Regions from separate parts of the Mus musculus genome. Here region 1 is linked to region 2. Evidence: chromatin contacts called from public HiChIP or PLAC-seq data. All regions are on one chromosome and are shown on one strand. The core of a region is the stretch at or near the end of the contact, and the rest is flanking DNA. Distances in the headings are between cores, read along the strand shown. Region 1 overlaps Prtg (protogenin). Region 2 holds the start of Dnaaf4 (dynein axonemal assembly factor 4).

What was found. HiChIP or PLAC-seq counts read pairs in DNA pulled down with a chosen protein or histone mark.
Region 1: an H3K4me3 HiChIP or PLAC-seq map of embryonic stem cells shows a contact between it and region 2, with 5 times the contacts expected there. The contact joins the enhancer-like site here to the promoter of Dnaaf4 in region 2. A contact is called at or near these places in 7 of 39 promoter capture datasets (the C10 cell line, hippocampal neurons, liver and 3 more), 1 of 15 datasets of contacts at CTCF or cohesin (the NIH/3T3 cell line), 45 of 484 Hi-C or Micro-C datasets (the Ba/F3 cell line, the G1E-ER4 cell line, Th1 cells and 17 more), 10 of 115 datasets of contacts at active chromatin or transcription factors (embryonic hindbrain, embryonic stem cells and memory CD8 T cells) and 3 of 9 other capture datasets (adipose tissue, embryonic stem cells and pancreatic islet).

The regions. Positions count from the first base shown.
Region 1 is chr9:72,909,074-72,913,962 of GRCm38.p6, reverse strand. Prtg (protogenin) reads right to left here. Exons shown (of 20, transcript NM_175485.4): 19 at 3,222-3,326; 20 at 1-2,059. The coding sequence ends at 1,661. Among named protein-coding and RNA genes, the nearest start is that of Pygo1, 14 kb to the left of the region's middle. Within about 2 kb of position 1,707, at least 23 of the 459 cell types and tissues checked have an H3K27ac peak or open chromatin away from gene starts, as enhancers often do. A contact at or near this core is called in the G1E-ER4 cell line, embryonic stem cells and liver, where this site is marked.
Region 2 is chr9:72,956,968-72,961,859 of GRCm38.p6, reverse strand. Dnaaf4 (dynein axonemal assembly factor 4) reads right to left here and starts at 3,075. Exons shown (of 9, transcript NM_026314.3): 1 at 2,863-3,075; 2 at 1,131-1,278; 3 at 469-602. The coding sequence starts at 2,985.

The DNA of each region.
Region 1 (4,889 bases), core at 458-2,957, 47 kb after region 2:
TTCTCCCCTCCGACTGTTTACCTAAAGCTCTGCTTTTTTTTTTTTTCTTTCTTCTTTCTTTTTTCCCCCCATTTTGCCGAGAAGCCCATGGTGAATGGGACAGAACTGTGCTGAGTAGTGCCTGGGCTTCTAAGAAAGTCCAATTTGGCACAAAACTTAGAATGACGATGAAAACTGTGGCAGTGTCAGGCTTTCGCAATAGATGACACTGGGGTGATAACACCATTTGGCAGGACCTGCCTTGTCTGTGCATGGAGGGACGGTTTCAAGGGAAAACCCACGGAGGGCTTTTCTTTTAAAATGCAATTCAAAGCCACTTCCAAAAAAATTTCAGGGAGGGCAAAACTCATGATTTTAAAAGGCTAAGGACTTGTTTCTTCTTTTCACAGCTCAGTCTTTGTCCTTCCCACGTGGCTCGGCACCTAGCATGTTGCCTTGTGACGGAGAAGGCTGCCGGATCAGAAGAGGAGACAATTTGTTGATTTTAAACCAGAGAATGAACTCGCTTCTGGAGTGTTAGTGGGCTACGAAGCCAGAGTTCAGCCGCCAGGGTGATAGGGAGCAAACCTGAGCTTCAAAAAGAGAGCAGCTTCATCAAGGTGCCAGATAGCACAGCTATCGCTAAGATCCAAGCTTTTTTTTTTTTAAGGCAAATTTTTGGTACCTTTTTTCCTAAACATCTTCGTGAATATTAAAAAGGTATAAGGCAAAATTTCTCACAATGGAAGGCACTGCTATTATGAAAACCTCAAGTCTGTCTTAATCTCTACTGTTTCGTTTATCTTCATTCTTAATATTTAATAACATTTCTTCTTTGCCCCATTTGAAGCCAAACTGAGATTTTAAAAAAGAAAATCTGAACCATTAAAAAAAAAATCCACTTTCCTACATTGTATTTTGCAGCTAGCTCTGTAAACTTTGAAAACGTTCCACAAGACAGCGCAGCCCTTGGCCGGCTGTGGAGCAAAGGGAAAGGTGGTTTTGCAGGCTGAGGGCAGGCTGATGCAGGCTGGAGCAAAATTCTCCTGCTCTGGTGTCCCAAACCCAACAGCTTTGCAAGGACACGATCCCCTATGTACTATGGAATGTTCTCTTCTCCAAAGAGACGTATTTGTTTCTTCCATTCAAATAAATATACTCCCATATTTTCTCCTCACAGCCAGAGGTGTTACATTATCACGGTTCTTTAAAAAAAAAAAAAAAAAATCAGAGCTTCAGATCAACATCTTTCCTCTCCTACCTATCGGACTCCTTCAGTCACACACAGCACACACACAATGGACACACAGCGTCACTAGCAAGTCCCGCTGGTTATGCCACTGAGAGAAACCAGCACTCGAAGAAGGCAGCACAGTTGTCTTCAGAGTCTGCCCACAGCAAACTGAGGTAGCTATTCAGCAGAGGGCTTAGGCAGTCTTCCCTCCGCTCCAGTGATTTATCTTAGAGTCCAGTCAAGCATCTTGACTGCCCTTTTTCACATTGTTGACAGTTGAAACATTCAAAATTCGTAAGCTTAAAAATAGTTTAAAAAAAAAGATAAAAAACAAACAAACAAAACAAACAATAAACAGTAAGACATCAAGATTTTCACAAAAGGCTTTGGCTCCCTGCTCATTGTCCTTCGAACAGGTGCTTGTTGTGAATCCCTGAGCGTGGCTGTCTAGACCGGAAAACCCTCGGCAGCATATCGCAGCCCCGCAGATGTCTGCGGAGCTGAGGTCTGCTCAGCTGGCAAGGGCTGCGCAGGGTCTCCGTGCTTCTTCGGTGCAGCATCCCCATCAGAATCGCCACCAGCGAGGGGATTCGAGGTGGGGGGCGTGCTGCTGATGACGGAGGACAGGTGTATCTCATCATTGGACTCATGGGAAAACCTTCCGGAATCCCCTGTCTCATGGCTGCCTTCACTGTTCGCTGAATGCTCTGTGTCAAGGGCAGTAGCCCCAAAAGGTCTTGGGAAGCTGGCGGTCTGGCCTGGGGAGCCGGGGGAATCTTCATCGCTGATCAGCACGGTGGTGCCCGGCTGGTAAAAGCAGACGGCCTGAGTAAATCTTCTTTGAGTCTAGGCAAGAATAGATAAGGTAGCCATGAGATAGCAAATAGTTCAAGTTCGAGAACAAGTTCCAGAACTCCCATTGTGCTGGCGGGAGTGGTGCAAGCCTTTAATCCCAGCATTTGGGAGACAGAGGCAGGCGGATGTCTGAGTTCAATTCAAACCAGATCCATTGAGCTAGCTACAAAACAGAGAAGGATACACAAAGAAACCCTGTTTGGAAAAGCTAAAACCAAAAACCAAAACAAAATAAACAAAAAAAAGGCATGTCATAAATGGACTGTCTGTGTGATCAGTGGCTCCCCCTAGGTGACTGGGAGCACTTCTGAACTAGAACCTTCCTTGGCAGGTCTGGAGAGATGGCTCAGCCACTAAGACCACATTTTGCTCTGATAGGACACCACATCTGGTGATTCACAATCATCTGTTACTCTAGCTCCAGGTGATCCAACACCCTAGGCTGGCCTCCTAGTGCTCTGTTCCCAGGGGCGACTAGTTACTGGCACACATATGTTAACTAAAAAGACAAAACAAAACAAAACAAAACAAAGACTTAAAAAAATAACAAGGCGGACTGTGGTAGCACAGGTTTTTAATCCCAGCACTCCAGAAGCAGAGGTAGGTGGATCTGTGAGTTAGAGGCCAGCCAGAGCTACTCAAAGAAATCCTGGCTCAAAACCAAAACCAAACCAAACCAAACCAACACAAAAAAACCAAACCAAACCAACCCCCCCTCCCAAAAAATGGAACCAAACCAACCAACCAAATAAAAATAACAAGCCGAGGTAGAGGCAGGCGAATTTCTGAGTTCGAGGCCAGCCTGGTCTACAGAGTGAGTTCCAGGACAGCCAGGGCTATACAGAGAAACCCTGCCTCGAAAAACCTAAATAAATAAATAAATAAATAAATAAAAAGAAAAAAATAACAAGCCCTTTGGTTATTCCGATATAACTCCTTATATCCCTCTCTTCTAAGTCTTCACACCCCACTGAAAACCACATCTCAGATTACTGTCCGAACTTTCTTTCCACCCACCACAGCTCTCCACTGTCAGAATCGAACCAGGTCAGTCAAAACCGCTTCATTTACACCCCCCCCAACTCCCTGTATTTCTAATTATCATTTCTTATGCCGCAGACTGTAAAGGATTCTCCTCACATGGGTGGATTACCTGTTCAACTTTGATTTTCTTAGTGTCTTGGAAAAAAAGCCACTTTTTCTTAGTGTTGTTTTTAATTATAGGACCGTAGCTATTGATGATCAGGTCAGTCCCTCCCTGGGGAAACAAAAAGGGAAAGTATCTCAGTGTTAGACAGAGATTTCAGTTTCGAAAGAAGTACACAAAGATTTTATATATCCAAAGGAGACAATGGTCACATATGGTGACCTCTCCTACATGGGGAAAAAACATATATATTCAGGTCATTTGTTTGTGATCAAAAACATATTGGAGCCGGAGTGATGGCTTAGTGGCTCAGAGAACCAGGCCTCTTCTTCCAGAGGACCCGGGTTTGATTTCCAGCGCACACACATGGTGACTCACAGTTATCCATAACTTTAGCTTAAGATACACACAAGGCACATGTATGGTGCATAGACATGTGCAGACAAACACCAATACACATCACAAGAAAAAAATGTCAGATTTATTCATTTATTAATTTAATTAATTAATTAATTAATTTTTAAGACTGGTCTCCCTATGTAGCCGGTGCTGGCCTGGAACTCATGGTCTTGGCTCCTCGGCCTCCTGTGCACTAGGGGATGAGAGGAATGTCCTACCACAGCCAGCTTGGTTTACTCCGTACCTACCCCCAACCCTTTCTCCCTATGTGCTTATTTAAAATTACTTCCTATCTTTTTTAAAGGCTCTGAGCACAATGAACTATTTGGCATAAAGGGTAGTTCTGATACCATTTTCTGTTACAGAAAGAAAGCATTTGGAATTATGATGAGATGTTAATGATTCAACCTTTTTTTACGTGACTAAAATATCTTAATAGCAGTAGAGAGAAACAATGTCCTGGATCCATGTTTAACCAAAAGTGAGGTGTCATCTGCAGGCCAACCGATGGGACTGGCCAGCCGCCAGCTGCTCTCCATCTTTGATGTTAGACTTGCTGCCTCGCCTCTCCATTTTCTCCTTTACTATGCCTCTCCCCTATCTTTTCTTGCATCTGCTACCAAACTGATGATAAGAGAACCACAATAAGTGCTAGTGTTTAGAAATTTTGGATTCTAGGGCTGGGGACAAGGCTCACTTGTACACTGCTTGCTTAGTATGAAGCCAGTCCTGGGTCTGATCTCCAGAACCATGTAAACAGGGTGTGGAGGTGCAAGCCTGTAACCCCAGAACTCAAGAGGTAGGGATAGAGATGAGGAATCAGGACTCCAAGGCTATCTTGTTTACATAGTGAATGAGGCATGATTACATGCCTTGAGAGAGAGATACACACACAGAGACAGAGAGAGACAGAAAGTGAGACAGAGAGGGAGAGAGAGAGGGAGAGAGAGAGAGGGGTGAGGAGGGGAGGGGCAGGGAGGGGAGAAGAGAAAATCCTTAAACAGGCTGCAAACAACAAAATCAGAACACCAGAAATCAATTCAATATGTAACATTGTGATGGATATGAGTATACTGTGTCTGTTACATGACTGTATAAAATTAATATAAACTTGTGGGCAGGCAAAGTGGCTCAGCAGAAGGAAGACAGTTGCTACTAAGTCTGATGACCTGAATTCAATCCCCAGAACCCATAGAAGAGAAGGGGAGAACCGACTCCCACACACTGCCCTCTGACCTCCACGTGTGCACCACGACATACAAATGCTCACGTACG
Region 2 (4,892 bases), core at 1,826-4,325:
CAAGTGGGATGCGTTTGAGTGTCTGAGCCTTGGGATAAGAGCCTGGGTTTCAGTTTACACTAAAACAGTGGATCCCACTCGTGTTTGTGTGTGTGTATTTTTGTGTGTGTCCGTGTCCACACCTCCCCCAACCCACTAGGCTTCATGTAGGAGGCTCAGTGTCTGGTGGGGGTGGGGGAGTGACACGAGAAGTGGTGGGACAGTACACAGGTCAGTGGCCAAGAAGCTGAGGACCTAACTCGTGAGCTGCAGTAGTTGATCATTTGCCTAGCACTCCATCTGTAAACCAAGCTGGCCTCTGACTCTCAACTGCTGGCTGTTTCACCACAGTTGCTGATGGCTGCGACTTCTGATCCTCCTGTTTCACCCTCCTGAGGAGCCTGGTGGCCTGCACCCCCACTCCTGGCTGCACTACTTCTCTGACTCTGGCTCATCGGCACCTCTAGTGCCCTGGAATCTGTCGCTTACCTTCATCATCTCGCCTAGTGCGTATCTCTGGTCTTCTCGCTTGGCAACAGCTTTTGCTTCTGTGGCCTCTTTTGCTTTCTCCTGTGCTTGCAAGATAGATTTTTCTCTTATTCTCTGCATCATCTCTTTATCAACTGGAATATAAGGAAAAGTACTATGACGGGATTATGAATTTTTTTTTTTTTTTGTCTTTCGAGACAAGGTTTTTCTGTGTAGCCCTGGCTGTCCCAGAACTCACTCTGTAGACCAGGCTGGCCTCGAACTCAGAAATCTGCCTGCCTCTGCCTCCCAAGTGCTGGGATTAAAGGCATGTACCACCACCGCCCAGCATTAACTTGCTTTATTGAGGAGAGAAGCACTTATACTGATCTGGATAAGGCTTCTTTAGATCTAATTCCATAAAATGTGGAAACCTGATGGAGACAGCATCTTTTATATGGCGCAGGGTGGTTTAGCACTGTGATCCTCTTACTTCAGCCTCTTAAGACCTGAGACGTGTAAGCAAGCATCACCTGGAGTCACCATGACAACCGGAGGGGGAAAAATATTTTTTGAGACAAGGTTTCATGTAGCCCAGCTTTCTGATATTGGCTTACAGGTACATACTGAGCTCTCGTGAATGGCACCCAGCTCAAGTGAACAACTTTCACTTAAAAACTTACCACCCGGCACAGAAAGGCTATCCCACAGAACTGGCTCCTTTTTATACAATGTGAAAAGAATCGTGTCATTTCCAATCTTGGCTTTGCTCTTCCCATCATCTATAGGAGCATAGAGAAACAGCTCAAATAAAAATGGAGGAAAGTTAACCTGTTCAGACGAGAGAGAGAGAGAGAGAGAGAGAGGCATTGAGTTAGTTACACAAATTAAAGACACTGCCATCTTAAAAAAAAAAAGCTGGAGAGACAGCTCAGTGGTTAAGAGCACTTATTCTTGTAGACAACCTGGGTTCTGTTCCCAGCACCCACATGGAAACTCCCAACCCTCTGAAATCCAGTTCCAGGGGATCTGACATCCTCATCTGAACTCCTAGGGCATCAGACAAGCACATGGTACACATTCATGCACAGAGCCAAATCTGCAACACACATCAATAAAGGTAAATCAAAAAAATTTACAACCGTTTATTCCAGAAAAAAAAAAAAAAAAAAGCAAACATGCTAGGGTGGGGACATAGTTCCTGGTGTGGTGTCCCAGGCCTGTTATCCGGGCACTCAGGAGGTAGAAGCAGGGTGCTCAGACATCCCAGGCCATTCTCAGCTACGAAGTGAGGGAGCCAGTTTGAAGCCAGCCCTCCCCTTCTCCATCCCGGTGTGTGTGTGTGTGTGTGTGTAAAATGTTTCTCAAAACCCCACTGAATTTATTCCAGGCAGCATAATTTAGCAAAGCATATGAGGACGCAATAGATGAAAGCAAATCTGGAACCTGAATATGTCTAGATGACACCACACTGACAACAGATTTGTTTTTGTTGTTGGTTTGGTTTTTTTGTTTTTTTTTTTTAGATATTTTTGTTTGGTTGGTTGGTTGGATGGTTGGTTTTGTTTTGCTTTGTTTTTTGGTTTCTCGAGACAGGGTTTCTCTGTGTAGCCCTGGCTGTCCTGGAACTCACTCTGTAGACCAGGCTGGCCTCGAACTCAGAAATACGCCTGCCTCTGCCTCCCAAGTGCTGGGATTAAAGGTGAGCACCACCACTGCCCAGCTGTTGTTTTAATGACAACGTTGTGCGCATGTGTGTGGGTCTGAGTGCCATGGCACGCAGGAGGAGGTCAGAGAATTGTGAGAAATTGGTTTTCTCCTTTCTGGGGACGGAACTGCAGCTGTCAGGCTTGGTGGTAGTGCATTAACTCATTGGCCCATCTCAGCAGCTTTAGACTTGTTTATCAACTTTAAGTTGAGGTTTAGCCAGGGATGGGAGAGCATCCCATTAATCCCAACACTTGGAAGTCTGAGGCAGGAGGATTGCCAGTGTGGGCTACAGAATAAGACACCCTCCACCCTGCTCACACCCCTGTAGCTATTGGGGCTGGAGAGATGGTTCAGTGGTTAAGAGCACTTATTCTTCCATCCTGCGTGGCTCACAACCATCTGTAACTCTAGTTCTAGGAGATCTGACCCCCCTCTTCTGGCCTTCGCAGGCATTTGCACACACCTGATGCACACTCATGAATGCACGCATTCATACATTTAATATATACATAGTTACTAGAGATGTAGCTCAGTGGCTTGGCATACACAGGATGCTGGGTTTGATCCTTAGCATAACAAAAATAAATTAATTAAGGGTAAAAAATGTAAATTAAAAATTAACTTTAAAAAAGTAAAGCCATGGACACTCTACAAGACAGCTCCTGCTCCCGGGGCGCACAGCAACTGCATCTCCGCCCCGCCCACCTTCAGGTAACTTTCCCCACAGAATACGTCAGCATCGCGCACGCAGACGCCCCGCAAAGGCAGCGACAGGAAGATCGTGGCCGGCGTCTGCTGCCAGCTGAACTCGCTCACTCGCACTGGCATGGCGGGACCAGGGACTGCACAGCCACTTTACGTCGCTAGGAAGCCGATCGGGTTGCTAGGGAAGCGGGGATTGCGGGGTTGCCATCACTTCCGGCCCTTAGGGTCCTTCCGGGTCAGGGGTCCAGTAGGACCCTCGGTCTCCCACTATGTTGGGTATTGCAGTTGTCGGTAGTCCTACTTGAGTCTGGAGTATCTGTGTCCCCGCTGCCTCTGAGAGAATGAGGACGAAGTAGAGCAGAACACGGAAACGAGAGGGCTCGGGGACAGGAGACTGCCGTGCGCAGGCACTGCTTCCCAGAGGATCCGAGTTCGAGGCTCAGCACCCGTGCTCGGCGTCTCTCAAGCGCCAGGAGCTCCAATCTGATACCCTCTTCTGGCTTCCGAGGGCACCGCACTCACACGCAGGCACAACTTAATTACATACAAATAGTTTAAAGTGACTTTTTGCTAAAGGAGAAGAGAAGCTGTGGTGTGGCTCCCTGGGAGAGGCTGGGTTGTATTCCCAGCTCTGGAAAGGAAAAAGCTTGGAGCTTTAGGATGCAGAGGGATATGGGTCGGCAGAGCTGGAATGTGTACATTGTGACAGCAAGGCACATTTAGAGTCAGGACGTTTGGTTTGCTCTGACCATTTGCTGTGTGGTAGCCTGTAATCTCACGACTTGAGCAGAGCCCTCAGTTGGAGACCCACCCTGATAAACACAAATATTCTGTCTCAAAATACAAAGCAACGTTTGATGTTCAGGGGCTGACGCCGTCACCCATCCTAGGAGCACTGGTGTGTACATTCCCTTAACCCTGGGAAGGGACCTAAACTTCAATTTTTGAGACCCAAAAGCCTCACAATAAACTTTGCTGCAATTCCATAGTAGGATCTATTGGATTTAAACTGATCCATTTCCCAGTAGCTTACACTGGACTTCAATAATACACACCGAACTTCAGCTGCCAAGAAACTTGAAGGCCGTGTAGTTCAGCCCAACGTCTTTAGTGCCATGTGCATTGTTAGCAGAAAAATGACTGAGATCTTTCATTTATTCTAAATGCTCCTTCTACACTACTTCCTTAGGCCCAGTTTCTACATTACGCGAGTCTGATGTGAATGATAAATGTAATTAAGTACTAGAGAAGTTATTTGCACATAGAATGCTGCATTTTAAACTAGAAAAAAAAAGTTTGGAGAGCATTTAGGGAAATGTTTAAACTCCAGCATAATTTATTGCAGAAAGTTTAGGATCAGTAGAGTTGGTGTTAGTATCTCTCCCTTCCTGATCCTGACCTGTTTTGTCAGCAGATCATTATCTCAAACTTCTGCTCCTTTGTCAGTCCTTCTGAGCAGAGAACCTAACATCCTGCTGATTTGTTTCACTTTCATCCTGCTTTTTGCCATTTCCCTCTTTTTATTCTATTCTTGTTCCTAGCATGTTGTCTCAAGCTCTTGTGTCTTTTCTGGCTTCTACAGGCACTGTATACACACACAGACACACACACACACACATACACACATGCACATACTTAAAAATAAAAAATTGGGGCTGGTGAGATGGCTCAGTGAATAAGAGCACCGACTGCTCTTCCAAAGGTCCTGAGTTCAAATCCCAGCAAACACATGGTGGCTCACAACCATCTGTAATGAGATCTGGCGCCCTCTTCTGGTGTGTCTGAAGACAGCTACAGTGTACTTACATATAATAAATAAATAAATCTTTAAAAATAAAGATAAAAAAGAAGTCAGGCAGTGTGCCAACACACCTTTAGTCCCAGTGCTTGGGAGGCAGAGGCAGGCATCTATTTCTGAGTTCGAGGCCAGCCTGGTCTACAGAGCAAGTTCCATGACAGGCAAGGCTGCACAGAGAAATCCTATCTTGGAAAACCAAATAAATTATAAAATACTAAAGGACTTGATGGGC